Linked DNA regions of Mus musculus: all the other regions are linked to region 2. The links are chromatin contacts, called in public HiChIP or PLAC-seq and Micro-C maps. All regions are on one chromosome and are shown on one strand. The core of a region is the stretch at or near the end of the contact, and the rest is flanking DNA. Distances in the headings are between cores, read along the strand shown.

Region 1 (4,248 bases), core at 1,470-3,969, 85 kb after region 2:
ACAGTGGTAAATGCTTTCATTTTGTGTTCCCACGGTTGCTAAGGAAGGAACTTCAGCAAACATTTGCTCAAAGACCGAATGCTCTCCCATCAGATGGCTGCACTGGCTGGTCTTGCGTCAGCTTAACACAAGCTAGCATTATTTGAAGGGAGGGAACCTTAATTGAGAAAATGACTCCATAAGATCCAACTGCATTTTTTGATTAGTGATTGATGGGGGAGGGCCCAGCCCATGGTGAGTGCCATCCCTGGGCTTGTGGTGCTGGGTTCTTTAAGAAAGCAGGCTGAGCAAGCCAGTAGGCAGCACCCTTCCATGGCCTCTGCATCAGCTCCTGCCTGCAGGATCCTGTTCTGCTTGAATTCCTGTCCCGACTTTCTTTGATGATGCGGAAGTGTAAGTCAAATAAACACTCTCCTTCCCAAGTTGCTTCGGTCGTGGTGTTTTAGCACAACAATATGAAAACCTGACCAAGGCAATGGGCAGTGGTCAATGGGCTTGTCCAGTTTGCCATGCAGGCCCACACTACTCTCCGTTGCCTCTGCCCTTTTGGGTGGCATCTCCTCTAGCTTTGCCACATTCCTCCCAATGCCCTTCAGTTTTAGGACCCCTGCCTTGTCTCCATGGGGGGTGTGTGACCACTGACACCTCACCTCTTCCACACGCACCCCTGCACATACGTATTCCTTGACTACCCTTCCCTGTGTTTGTTAGACACCTTTTTCCTTCTCATTCCCAGCTGGGGCCAAGACTCACCCAATATGGTCACTTGGGATGCAGAAGAAGATGTTGGAACTTTAATTTTCTAACCTCACTGTTTGCAGTTGTCTTGGTCTTCCCTGTATTTTAAAGTACTGGGAACAGTTGATCTGGTAGAATGGCTTCTTTGTACCCTTAAGGAGTACCCTAACTTATTTTTGTTTGTTGGGGTGTGTGGTTAACATAGGCATCCTGGGGGCTCCTCCCACCCACACATCCTACTCATATTCCCAGGGTTAGAGGATGCCCCGCCCAGCAGATGCCCCGCCCAGCAGATGTCCTGCCTTGTCACCCTTTCATCTACTCCAGGCAGCTGATGTTCAAGACATTGTTTTTTTCACACAGGCCCACGCTAGGCCAGAGCTCTATTTAACCAAAGATTGTCACCCTGATTCTGAGTCTCTTGCTTTTACCTCTGCAGTGTTGGTACCCCAGGCTTATTTTTATTATTTATTTACTCATTCATTCATTCATTCATTCGCGGTGCTGGACCTCAGAGCCAGGGCCTTGCACATATAAGGCAAGCTCTCTATCATTGATCTATGCTCCTAACATCGATTTTAAATTCTAACTGTGTTTCTAAATAATATCCCGAACTTTTTTAATCCTTGATTCTTTGCAGTGTTTTTTTTGTTTTTTGTTTTTTGTTTTTGCTACCAGTTTCAGCTTTCCAAACAGAGGATAACTTCCAGGGGTATCTTACAGTTCTTTTGAACAAATTGCTTAAAATAGAAAGGCTGGGCCAGACTTGGGCCGTATTCCAGCCTTGTGGGAAGGTGAGGAAAGAGAGTTCCAAGGTCAGTTCTGGGCACAGAATTCCCAGTCTGGGGAATTTAGTAAGACCCTATCTAAACAAACAGATAAAACTTGGGCTGAGAATGGAGTTCACTGGCATTTGCCTAATAGGGCACAAGGCCCTAAGTTCAATTGTTAAGGCCCCAAAACGGCTTTTTTTTTTTTTTTTTAAGTTGGGAGACAAGGCAGAGCCATCATCATGTCCATGAAATTACAGCGAAGAAGTAAAACAAGGTACTTCGAGTCACAGAGCAGCAGTCCCTCAGCTCCATTTAGAGAAGCAGTGCATGGGCAGAGCCGTGCTTCCAAGCGATGCGCTAAGATTCCCCAGACACACACCCAGAGTGGGTGGTCCCCTGCCTTCTCCCAGCTTCCGCCCCGCGCAGCCCTAGAACCTGGAGCAAAGTCCTCACTGCAAGGTGGGTGTCAGCTTCAGAGCTGTGGTCAGGGCCCCGCAGCCTGTTAGTTTAGCAGTGCGTCTCTCCAAGGTCAGCAGTGGTCCCCGCAGAGGTTTGCTTCTGGAAGCTACTTCTTAGGAAATGAGATAACGCCTAGCAGCAGCTGGAAGTCCCGGGGCTTACATCCCTAACAAGTAGGAGCCTCACCTGAGCAGCAGGCCCGGGGGCTCCTTCTCATTCGGCTCGCTTGCTGTGCGCTCAGACTGGACGGGCAGTACAGAAGCCAAACGGCTCAAACCTGTGCAAGGGGGAAAGAAAGCCAATCAAATGTCAATGATGATCTCATTAAATAATGATTTTCATTCAAATTCCATAATACGAATTTCTCAGACCTCCTTATTAGTCGTGTCAAATAAACTTTGCTTTAATAATTGACGGCAGTTAAATTTTTTTTTTTTTTTTGCAGTCATTTTAGGTTTGGAGATTTTTTTTTTTTAATAGTGACCAAAAAAAAAAAAAAAAAAATCTTGCTCCATTCAGCCTCCTGAGAATGTTGGGTCGAGTTTTTTGATCCCTGTGACTCATTAATTTGGGGGCTGATGTAGTGCGAGGGGTTCTTGTTAGTGGCGTCTGTCCCGGCTGTAATGTTTTTGTTATTTTTCCTCATTTGTTCCTTCTGACATCATGTCATTACAGAATGGTGCTGTTCAGGCCCTGCCTTGGCTGTTCGTTAGCGTGTGTTTAATGAGCAGCTTAATTGAGCTGTCTAGTAGGCCACCTGTCGCCCTCCGGACTTATTAACATACTAATGGCCTGACATTGTATTCACTGACAGGCAACAGGGCTTACTGATTTGATGTCTGGGCATGGAGATTTTATAGGAATGAGAGCGGGCATTGGAAAGGGGGTTTAAAAAACGCAAATTAACTCTTCGGTATCTATGTGTTTATGGGTCTGTGTCAGGAAAGAAAAAAAAAAAAAATCAGCCGATCTCTGGCCAGGGTAGCTCATTCCCCGAGGGAGTCCCGCACTGCCATCCTTGCAAGCCGGGCTGTGAGTTCTGCAGGGGAGATACTCGGTGTAAGCAAGCTTTGTGTCCATTACAGAATTACTGTTGGGAACTGCTTCAAAGCGGAGTCCTATAGCCCGGGAAAGTTCTGAGACTTTCCTCCGCTGTAGCTTATACAAATGAGAAGCAGCAAGGCTCCACATGAGGGATTTGAGTGCTGTCTGGGTCCCCGCCTTCTAAATCCAGTTGAGGACTGGGTTGGGAACTGGGCTGACCCGCTGAACACCAGGGGCTTGAAGAAATTGGCGGAGCTCACACGAGCACGTCGGGGAGACACATTGATTTTCTTTGTGCTTCTTTGGGAGTGTAAGCGAGCCTTTTTCTCATCCCTTGTCCCTTGTAGAGGCAGAGGGGAAGGCTTCTGCTCAGGGGGAGACTACAGAGAGAGGGGAAAGGACAGCGCCCCCCACCCTTCCCACCTGTCTCTTCTTCCTCCTTGCCTGCCTACAGACCTAGCATAGCCGCCAGTCTTCAAAGCAATGGCTCTGGGAATCTATACGGATTAAAATCTGCAGACGGGTCATCACTAACGCTGAGCAGCAATGTAGAGCAAGCCAGGCTGGCGAGAGCCCCCTGACAGGGAGATGAGCCGCCTGGTTCTCCCGGGGCCTGTAGTTCTTATCAGGACAGCCAGGGCCTGCTGTGCACAGAGCCAGAGCGCTCTAGCTGCCGCTGCCCAGAAGCTGCATTCCAGAACTTGGCATGTCCAAGCTGCAGCTGGCAGAGGCTTCATGTGAGGTCACATGGATCCCCTCCCTCCATTCTTTGAGCAGAGAGAGTGCTGTCAGGACAGTCCCACTTCTTCTCCATGGAGGAGGCGGAGAATTGGGGACCCATCCAACTGATCTGATGATGATGGTGGTGGTGGTGATGATGATGATGAGGATAATAATGGTAATGACAGCAACACCTCTAGTCTCATCTGCAGCCAATCCTGACCACTTAGCCTATAAACATGATATCCTGCAGGTGTTTCTTCTCACACTTTCTCAGCATAGAGAAGCTCTTGAGCTGTCTGTTTGGAGGACAGGATCAGGAAGTCCTCAAGTAGTGTGAGATGTGGCCTCTACCCATAGATACAGAGAACACTTGCTGCTACAACACAACTATGACAAAGACATCACTTAGTCTGTTGTGGGACACCTGACCACAATGCAGTAGCCATCAGAGGGTTGTCCTAGAGTAGGTGTTCAGTGGGTTGTATGTATTATCTTTGAAAATGCCCCTTCC
Region 2 (4,163 bases), core at 328-2,827:
GAGAGGCGCTGGACACCGCTGCGGCGGCGGCGGCTGCGGCGGCGGCGGCGGCTGCGGGAGGGAGGATGGGGTGGTGCACGGCCGGGTGGTGCGCGGCGTGCGCGGCGGCCGCGGGGTGCGCCGTGGCGGTGGGTAGAGGCGCCGAGTGTGCCAGCCCGCCACAGGCCGATGGGTGGAAGCCGGCGTGGTGACCCCCGTAGATCTCGCTCACCAGTCGCTTCATCTCCTCCAGCGAGTTGGTGAGCATGAGGATGTAGTTTCGCGCCAGCAGCAGCGTGGCGATCTTGGAGAGCTTGCGCACCGACGGCCCGTGCGCGTAAGGCATGACCTCCCGCAGGCCGTCCATGGCGATGTTGAGGTCGTGCATGCGCTTGCGTTCGCGGCTGTTGATCTTCAGGCGCAGCTGCTGCAGCTCGGGCTCAGTCATCTGCTTCTTGTCTTTCTTGGTGGAAGACGTGGCCGCCGAGGACGTGGACGAGGAGGTGCTGGAGGAAGATGACTTGAAGCCACCGCCGCCCAGTTTGTCCCCGGGATGCGCGCCTGACGCGCCCATGGCCCCTCGTAGCTCGGAGCTCAGCTCTGGCGGGCAGTCGCTCGGCGTGGACGAGGACACAGTCCCTCCTGTGAAGCCGCTGCTGCTTCCCCCCTTGCTCCGGGCGGGCAGAAAAAGATCATCGGGTTCTGGGGACGATGGGCGACTAGACACCAGGCTGGCGTCCGAGTCCATGGCCCCAGGGATGATCTAAGCTCTCGAATGATCCTTCTTTTTTCAACCTTCCGAACTTGAGGAGAGAACCAGACAGATACACAGACACAGACACACACATACACAGAGACAGACAGACAGACACACAGGGTGTGGAGAAAGAAGTGAGACAATCGCCGTCCCCGCCTGCACGGCAGCTCCAGGAACCCGCAAAGGTGGTTGGCATCTACGCCGCGGCAGTCTGGCCTTCTAGCAGCCCGGGGCATGCAAGTTATCCTAATCTCTCTCCTCCCCACTCATCCACCGGTTACTTTATTTCAGGGACTTCTGGGTGGCCCTCAATGAGGGACATTCTAGAGGTTTTATTTCTTCAGTCCGGCCTGGAATAAATGAGGACTTTTCTCTGGACCGGAGATCTGAATAGAGAAGTATTTTCTATCTGGTGCTCAGACGCATCTGCCTTTAACGCCATCTACACACGCAGCAAACGCCGGCAAGCGTGAACACACGCACTGGCAGCCCGCATTGGATTCACTTTCTAAGCGCTGGTTCTACGACCGCGCGGCTAGCTTGCGGACTCGCAACAGGAGTTATTGGAGCCTGGGATGCTGCGGTGAGTGTAGACACCCAGGCAGTCATTAGTACCTATTGGGGCGGGATCTCGGCCAGTAGGCCAGCACTGTAGGGTGCATCCTAAATCCTAGCCACTTTGGAGAAGTCGGTCTTCGGGGTTTAGGCTGGAGCAGTTAAGGGGCGGGGACACTTACTGTGAATTAGATTTGAGGTGCTCGCTGCGGAGGAGAACCTGGCTCTGGGCGCTGGTGTTGGCTCGGTCTGTAATAAGCATCCACACCTTTCGGGGTTCCGCTGGTTTTTATAGCTGGGTGGAGGCAGCAGCGACGGCGGTGGCGGTGGTCCGGGCGGGGGGCGGGAACAATGTGCTTTTCCTGGAGGGGCAGAGGCGCCAATGAGCTGGGCCGGCCCGAGGGGCTGCGAAGCTGATGTCACCCGGCTAATTCCGCTCAATGAAACCCGCCGGGCCCGGCACACGCCTCCTCTCAGCACACAGCCAATGGGCGCCCGCGGTAGAGAGATTCGCGAGGAGGGATGGGAGGAGGGACCTGGGCAGGGAGAGGAAAGGGCGAGCTGAAGAAGCGGGTGGGCTAGCGGGGCTGCTAAAGAAGTCTGGGGACCCTGGCAGAGAGGGAACGCCTGCAACTTTCAATATAAATATTGTCACTGTAGCGTCAGGCCAGGGTACGGAGTGAGACGGGGAATCTGCAAACTCGTCCGATGGCCAACCAGTTCTATGGCTGAGAATGAACACCGAGGTTGCTTGCCACACCTGGAGTTTTTGCTAGCCCTCCCGCCTCCTCCTGTTTCCCGCTGCCGACCTATCGAGTGATTTTCATCAAACTGTGACCATTTGTGGTTGCATAAGAAAACACTAGCGGCGCAGAAGGCCCCCACTCCCTTAGCTCCTTTCTACTTAGTGGCAGTTGCTGCAGCTTTGGGGACAGGCGGTAGCGCCCCCAGGTGGGGGCATGGCCTTGGAGAGCACGGGGCGGGCAAGGAAGCAGAGAAAGGTTCTTAGCACTCTGGGAAGAAATCGCAATTCATTATAAAGTTTAGATTGTGTAGAAGCTCCGGAGAGCTATTTTCAATACAGTCAAAGCGCCAACGCATCGATGGTTAACGACTTCCACCTCATTCATTTTCAGGGAAACCCAGCCACTGAACTTCCAACATCTTGGTGCCCAAGCCTTGGAGTAGAGGCAACATTATTTGCAAAGAATTATCGGAGGCTCTCCGCTGTGGATGGGAGTTGATACTTGAAACACACTCCTAGCTGCCTTGGGACGTCTTTTATAGGTAGCAGCCTCTCTCTCTCTCTCTCTCTCTCTCTCTCTCTCTCTCTCTCTCTCACACACACACACACACACACACACACACACACACACATACAAAGCTGAGAAACTGGATCTGGGTGAATTGCCTGGGGAAGTCTAGAGATAACTATACACTCACCCATTTTATGGAAGTGAAAACCTAGGAATTGATTTCAGCAAGCCTCCAGGAGAAAATACGGCCAGGCCCATACAGGTGACCCTGCCTACCGTGGATGGATGCGAGCAATTGGCAGTGCCCAAGCATGGGGGCAGTAGGTTGTATCCCCACCCCCAACTGTTTCTCACATCCGGACATTTCCAGCTCAAATGCGTTTTGTTTGTTTGTTGGGATATTTATTTTTTACAGATCTCGGGTGCTACCTCTCCTCCACCCCCCAAACATAAGCGCCAATTCCTTCTCACGGAGTTTTAACGGTCTTTTCTCGTTACTTCTCATTGCTTGGTATTTGAATTCGCATATGTAGTTTTAACAAGCAAGCAGACAAACAGTAATTGGTCTTCTTGTAGCAAAGTCAGAACAGGCATGAAAACTCAGGCGATTGCTCCTCATTTCGTGCTAAGTTCTCCCCCGCCCCCCCCCCTGGGGTCCACCCTCGAGTGTCAGTGGGCTGGCGCGTTTGCCCCTCATCTCGTGCCTTCTGAAGCATTGTTTTCCGACCCGCGTGTTTCCCAGCTGGCTCTGCAGCCATCCGTTAAATATGTATTTAAAACATGAAGAATTGAAGCGTGGTGATAATGTCGCCCAACGGTTATGAGGATGACCCATAACCGTTCAATTAGCAGAATCTGTCACACGGGGCTTGTGGTGGGGATTAGGAGCTTGGGCATGTGAGGACCACTCTTGGGCCTTCGTTGGCAAACCGCAGAGAGGGCGTACGTGGGGGTGAGCTCTGTGGGGCCACCAGCTGGGATGTGGATCTCCAAAGTCCCTAACAAACCTCAGGCGGTACAATATGCGGGAGATAGGTTGCAGCCACCCAGGCTAGTGTGACTGCCCGGAGCATCCGAGCGCCCAGGTTCCTTCTTTTGTTGCGTTCTACTGGTTTGTCTCTTCTGCGTCCGGAAGTCTGCGGGAGAACTGCCTGACATTCTGTACACTTGGTCCAGTAGCTGGAGTTGGAGACCCGGACGAAAGTTGGGGAAACCTTTCTACAGCGGCGAGCCTGGAAAAGGAGCCGGAAGGCAAGAGCGCAGCGCTAGCTGGCTCTGCGTCCCCCACCCCCACCCCCAGCCTTTCCACTTCCCCTAGCCCTGTGGCTAGCGTAGCAGCCTGGTTAGCTAACTAGCTTGTCCCAGCAGTTCCAGGCATCTGGTGGTCCTCACTCTCTAAGTCGGAAGCTTTGACGGGCAGCTCCCAACTGTCTCCTTCTCCTCTCAGCTGCCTTCTCTTCGTCTGAGAGCTGCTTGCCGCCTGAGGGCCATCTGTGTCCCTTGGTCTCTGGCTCTGAGGCAAGTCAGAGGCTGGACACAATTCCGTGCGTCTCCTTTACTCCTCCCACCCCATCGGAAACTAGTCGGGGTTAGCCCCCGCTTGTCCTTCTTGGTCC
Region 3 (4,428 bases), core at 1,389-3,888, 120 kb before region 2:
AGCAAGCTTCAAGACAGAACACACTCTTTTTACCTGGAGTCGCTGTGCTGTTAACAAGTCTCAAGATGAAACAGTTTCAAATACATCCATCCTAAAACATCCCGGCCACCGACAACTTTATTCCCAGGCAACTAGCCACGCACTTTATCTTTGTTTCTTGGGACTAATTTTCTGTAAAAAGCAAGACAGACTTTTGGAGGGCACATTAGGTCACTACATAAATTCAGTCAAAGCTCAGACAGAGGCTTTGGGGCTGCCTTTCTGCTCTGCTCTGGTTCAATAGAAGTACGTTTGCTCAACTTGTGGGGTCAACATTTTAAAGACTATTTTGAAAATCTGGGCAATAAAACAAATGACAGTGTATGTTGTACTTGCATTTCTTAGTCCTACATATGCTCTTGTTCATTAGTTATGATTCATATTTATCTTACAGATGCACTGCCTTAGAAACCCCAGACTACATATGCTCTTGTTCATTAGTTATGATTCATATTTATCTTACAGATGCACTGCCTTAGAAACCCCAGACAATAATAAAGTAAATTGCTTAGCTTTGGGCAGTGTCAGTACCTTAGCCAATGAGGTTTATCCGAGGTGCGATTATTGCTAATTGAAAACTTTTCCCAGTAAGGTAAAATGCTCAACAACGATACTAGTAAGGAATCATATTAATAATTCCTCCTTTCAAAGTACTAACTAGCAAGAAACCAAAGCAGCTGTATTGAGTATCTCCATAAGAGATGTGAAGAAGAACTTGAAAGAGCTGGGCAGGAAAGTGAATTCTTTAAGCATAAAATATAAAGGTGAATGCTAATGGGGACATTATGTTTTGTTTGCTTACTGAGTTTCCCCTTTAAGATACAAGGGGGATTATGTGTGTGATTTACATGTGAGGGATAGAAGAAGCCTGCCATTTTTTTTTTTAAGCAGCTGTATTTAAAAAAAAATCTGGTTGCAATTCTTGTAACCAAACCTAACTGTGCACTCCACTGCAGATTTTTGGCATGGAGATAAGCCAGAGAAAATAAAAGTTGGAGGCTGCAAAACACAGGGCTGGTTACTGTCCACCTTACAGCTTTTCTTTTTCTTATACATCTTTAAAAACAGACCACTTTTTTTTTTGGGTGGGGGGGGGAGGGAGGTTGGTTTGGGTTTTAAAATTATCATGAGGGAGGGGGAACCAGAGTGGAGAGGAAGAGAACAGAGCTTTCGAAAGGACCTGGCCTTGACGCCAAAGCCCCTCACAAAGAACTTCGGGGAGCGCAGGAAACAGAATTGAAAATTTGTCTCAAGCAGTTTTTAATCATGCCAGGGAATCAACCGGGATTCCTTGGAAGCTTCATCAGCAGAAATGCACATTTGTGTGTGTGTGTGTGTGCGTGCGTGCGTGCGTGCGTGCGTGCGTGCGTGCGTGCATGCGTGCGTGTGTGTGTGTGTGTGTGTGTGTGTGTGTGTGCGCGCGCGCGCGTGACTTTAAAACACCCTTCCTAGAGACTTAAGCCTGGGTGGGGTTAGCATTTCTCTTTCAGCTGTGACTGATCTCAGCACACGTTTGGAACTTTTGTCTCCAACACGTGTGAACTTTGAGGCCTACATTAGCACTCTTCCCTCTCTGGTTTGAGTGCAAATGAAAGCAGTCAAGCTTGAAACCACCTCAGAAGGCAGAATGGAGCTGACAGCTGAAATCGGTCCGTGAGATTGCTTAAGGCCCAAACCAGCTTGAAAACCAACGTGTCCCCCCGCCCCTTACACCCCTCCACCCCCCCATCGCTTTTCTACCATCTCCGAAAACCATGGGAACGTAAGACACCAGGTAACAAATACGCTCAGGCTTCGCGTTCAGTTTCCAGGGTGGGGACTGGAGCCAGCCCGAAAACAATAAGAACAAAAATAGCTGTGCGCTGCGGCAGGGCGCGTAACCATATTGTACTCAACGGGAGGTTATTAATTTCACAGTTTTCATAGATAAGTTTAAACATAGGAACATGTCACAAATAAGCCCCGATCTCAGGGAGGCTACCCCCAGCTGGGATTTCACAGTCTGCAGTTTTTAAATTCAGCCGAGTCCCCAAGGGCCAATCAATATTGGTGACAATTATTCTTAGCACAGGGCCCAAATGCAGTGGGTGTGTTTTTGTCCCTGGTATCAAGGTGGGATTGTGTGATAGAGAAATAAGCAAATTCCCCAGGGGCTGTCGGTGGCTCCCGACAGCTGCGGCGAGTCCGCTGTGGGTCTCTCTGGCCTGTTTCTCCAGAATAGGCCCATAATGACCCCATTATTTTAACCCTTAAACATGAGCAACGTTTGATAGCTAGCTAGCAAAAGCCTAGTGTCAGACAAAGAGCACGGGGAAATGCATAAACAAACCAGATCATCTCGACGCAGCTGCAGGGAGCACTGCACACACAGGGAGCACTGCACACACGCAGGGTTTATTTACTTGCTCCTGTTTCCAAGCACAGCCTCTCAGGGCCCAGTCCTGGGGACACAGGTATGTCCTCACGAGGCAGAGTCCCTCTACATTCTAGGGCAGGGAATATACATATTTTTCTCCAGTTTTTTTTTCTTTCTGATACTGGTTTATGCAAACGGTTCATTTTTTTTCTTTTGAGAAGTTATGCTTAAACATTTTTTTTTTTTTGAGGAAGTTGAGAAATAGCGAAAGCAGGGGATAAGGAATAGAAAATCCGAGGTGAATCGGAGCTCAAAATAACAGGTCAAAATGGTTTAGTTGTGGAGCTCAAGTTTAAGGGAGTTGGCCCTAACCTTGAGGCCACACTGCCGAAGCCGGAACGAGCCAGGGAGAGAAGGGTTCCTGGTCGTGGATGGAGAGTGTCGTTTTTTGTCTTTCTCTGGAACCTAATTCTGGTTTTCCAGAATCTACTTTCACATCCAGCTAATTAGTTGTTAAAAAATGTCAGATTGCCAGAGAGCTAAAATCATCTAATGCCCTTTTACAGGGATGCATAACAAAACAGACCCGGTCAGTACTGTGTGTTCAGTGCCTGTCCCTGTTTTTTCATGCTGCCCAGTTTTCTGAAACAAATGCCACAGAAATGGAAGGTTCTAGAACCAAAGGTCCAAAGCAGAAAAGTCTCAGGTAAAAACACTAGGCACGTGATTTGTTACCCAGCCATTTGGCAGCCATCTTGGAATTCGGATGTGTGTGTGTGTGTGTGTGTGTGTGTGTGTGTGAAAGAGAGAGAGAGAGAGAGAGGGAGAGAGAGAGAGAGAGACCATTTCAGGATGTGTGTGTGTGTGTGTGTGTGTGTGTGTGAGAGAGAGAGAGAGAGAGAGAGAGAGAGACCATTTCAGGTGGTACAAACCGGTTCGCTTCTTCGTGAGTGTCAGGTGCCTGTGGGTCCTGCCCAAGAAGAGAAGAAAGAACAGAACTGACTTAAGATGGTATTTAATCATGTCTTGCTTCCCACCCAGCCTGGAGCCCGGTGTGGGAGCTCCTCTCTGGGAGGCTGAGGCAGGGGGATCAAGAGTTTGAAGTCAGCCTGAGATACACAGTGAGTCTAAGACCAGACTGACTGAGCTACACAGCAGCATCCTCTCTTCAGAGCACAGCGAGGGGAGTGGCTAGGTGGGGAGGTGGCCCTTGAGGTAACTGTGGCAGCTGTGTAAACCTGAGTTCCACCCCTGCATCCCAAGTAGAAACCCAGCAGCATTGGGTGCACCTGTGACCCCAGCTCTACCCTGCGATATGAGGCAGGAACAGAACTGGGCAGAAACGTTGAAGGCCAGCTAGCCTGGGGCCCGGGGCCCGGGTCCCAGAGCAGGGAGACGCTGCCTTAAAAGGGAGACTGTGGACTCCCGAAACCGTTCTCTGCACTGTGGAGTGTAGGCATACACAAACATGCACTCACAATAAATGAACAAATGAATGAGCGAGTGAATGAATGAATGAATAAATGAAGAAACAAATAAATGGGGTGTTGAGGACACAGGGAGACAGCTCAGTTGGTAAAGTGTATGCCTCACAAGCCCAAGGAACTGGAGCTTGGCCCCCAGAACCCACAGTAAAAAGCAAAAGCTGGGAAGGTAGGGGAGAGAGGAGCCCTGGGGATCTCTGCCCACCTGGGCCAGCTTACCTGGTAATGTCCAGGCCAGCGAGGGACCTTGCCTTAAAAGGCAAGGGGCAGGCTCCTCAGGACACTCAGGGTCATCCTCTGAGCTCCCCATTCGTGCATATGTGCATGTACAACCACACACACACACCTCACACACACCACACACACACACACACACCACATACTACCTACCACACACACACACACCACACCACACAAACCAACCACACAAACACACATCATGCATACTACCCGACACACACACACACACACACACCACACACACCACACCACACACCATACACACCACACACACCACACACACCTCACACACACACCACACACATCACA

Evidence for each region. A called contact is a pair of places that touch in the nucleus more often than the background predicts. HiChIP or PLAC-seq counts read pairs in DNA pulled down with a chosen protein or histone mark.
Region 1: a contact with region 2 is called in an H3K4me3 HiChIP or PLAC-seq map of embryonic forebrain, with 2.4 times the contacts expected there. The contact joins the enhancer-like site here to the promoter of Olig2 in region 2. A contact is called at or near these places in 1 of 39 promoter capture datasets (the SN4741 cell line), 4 of 115 datasets of contacts at active chromatin or transcription factors (embryonic forebrain, embryonic midbrain, neural stem cells and 1 more) and 5 of 9 other capture datasets (adipose tissue, embryonic tail, embryonic trunk and 2 more).
Region 3: a Micro-C map of B cells shows a contact between it and region 2, with 8 times the contacts expected there. The contact joins the enhancer-like site here to the promoter of Olig2 in region 2. A contact is called at or near these places in 26 of 39 promoter capture datasets (the 3T3-L1 cell line, 3T3-L1-derived adipocytes, the C10 cell line and 13 more), 4 of 15 datasets of contacts at CTCF or cohesin (embryonic stem cells, pro-B cells and stem cell-derived epiblast-like cells), 146 of 484 Hi-C or Micro-C datasets (8-cell embryo, B cells, the CH12 cell line and 62 more), 29 of 115 datasets of contacts at active chromatin or transcription factors (the HPC-7 cell line, acute myeloid leukemia, astrocytes and 14 more) and 3 of 9 other capture datasets (embryonic stem cells, liver and macrophages).

What each region holds. Positions count from the first base shown.
Region 1 is chr16:91,139,087-91,143,334 of GRCm38.p6, reverse strand. The region is part of intron 2 of Gm41492 (a long non-coding RNA gene); the gene reads left to right. Among named protein-coding and RNA genes, the nearest start is that of Gm41492, 59 kb to the left of the region's middle. RefSeq lists an enhancer at 1,065-4,190. Within about 2 kb of position 2,719, at least 36 of the 459 cell types and tissues checked have an H3K27ac peak or open chromatin away from gene starts, as enhancers often do. A contact at or near this core is called in embryonic forebrain and neural stem cells, where this site is marked.
Region 2 is chr16:91,222,964-91,227,126 of GRCm38.p6, reverse strand. Olig2 (oligodendrocyte transcription factor 2) reads right to left here and starts at 1,577. Exons shown (of 2, transcript NM_016967.2): 1 at 1,474-1,577; 2 at 1-782. The coding sequence starts at 727.
Region 3 is chr16:91,345,906-91,350,333 of GRCm38.p6, reverse strand. It overlaps the pseudogene Gm24695. Among named protein-coding and RNA genes, the nearest start is that of Ifnar2, 25 kb to the left of the region's middle. Within about 2 kb of position 2,638, at least 30 of the 459 cell types and tissues checked have an H3K27ac peak or open chromatin away from gene starts, as enhancers often do. A contact at or near this core is called in B cells, the CH12 cell line, bone marrow-derived dendritic cells and 6 more, where this site is marked.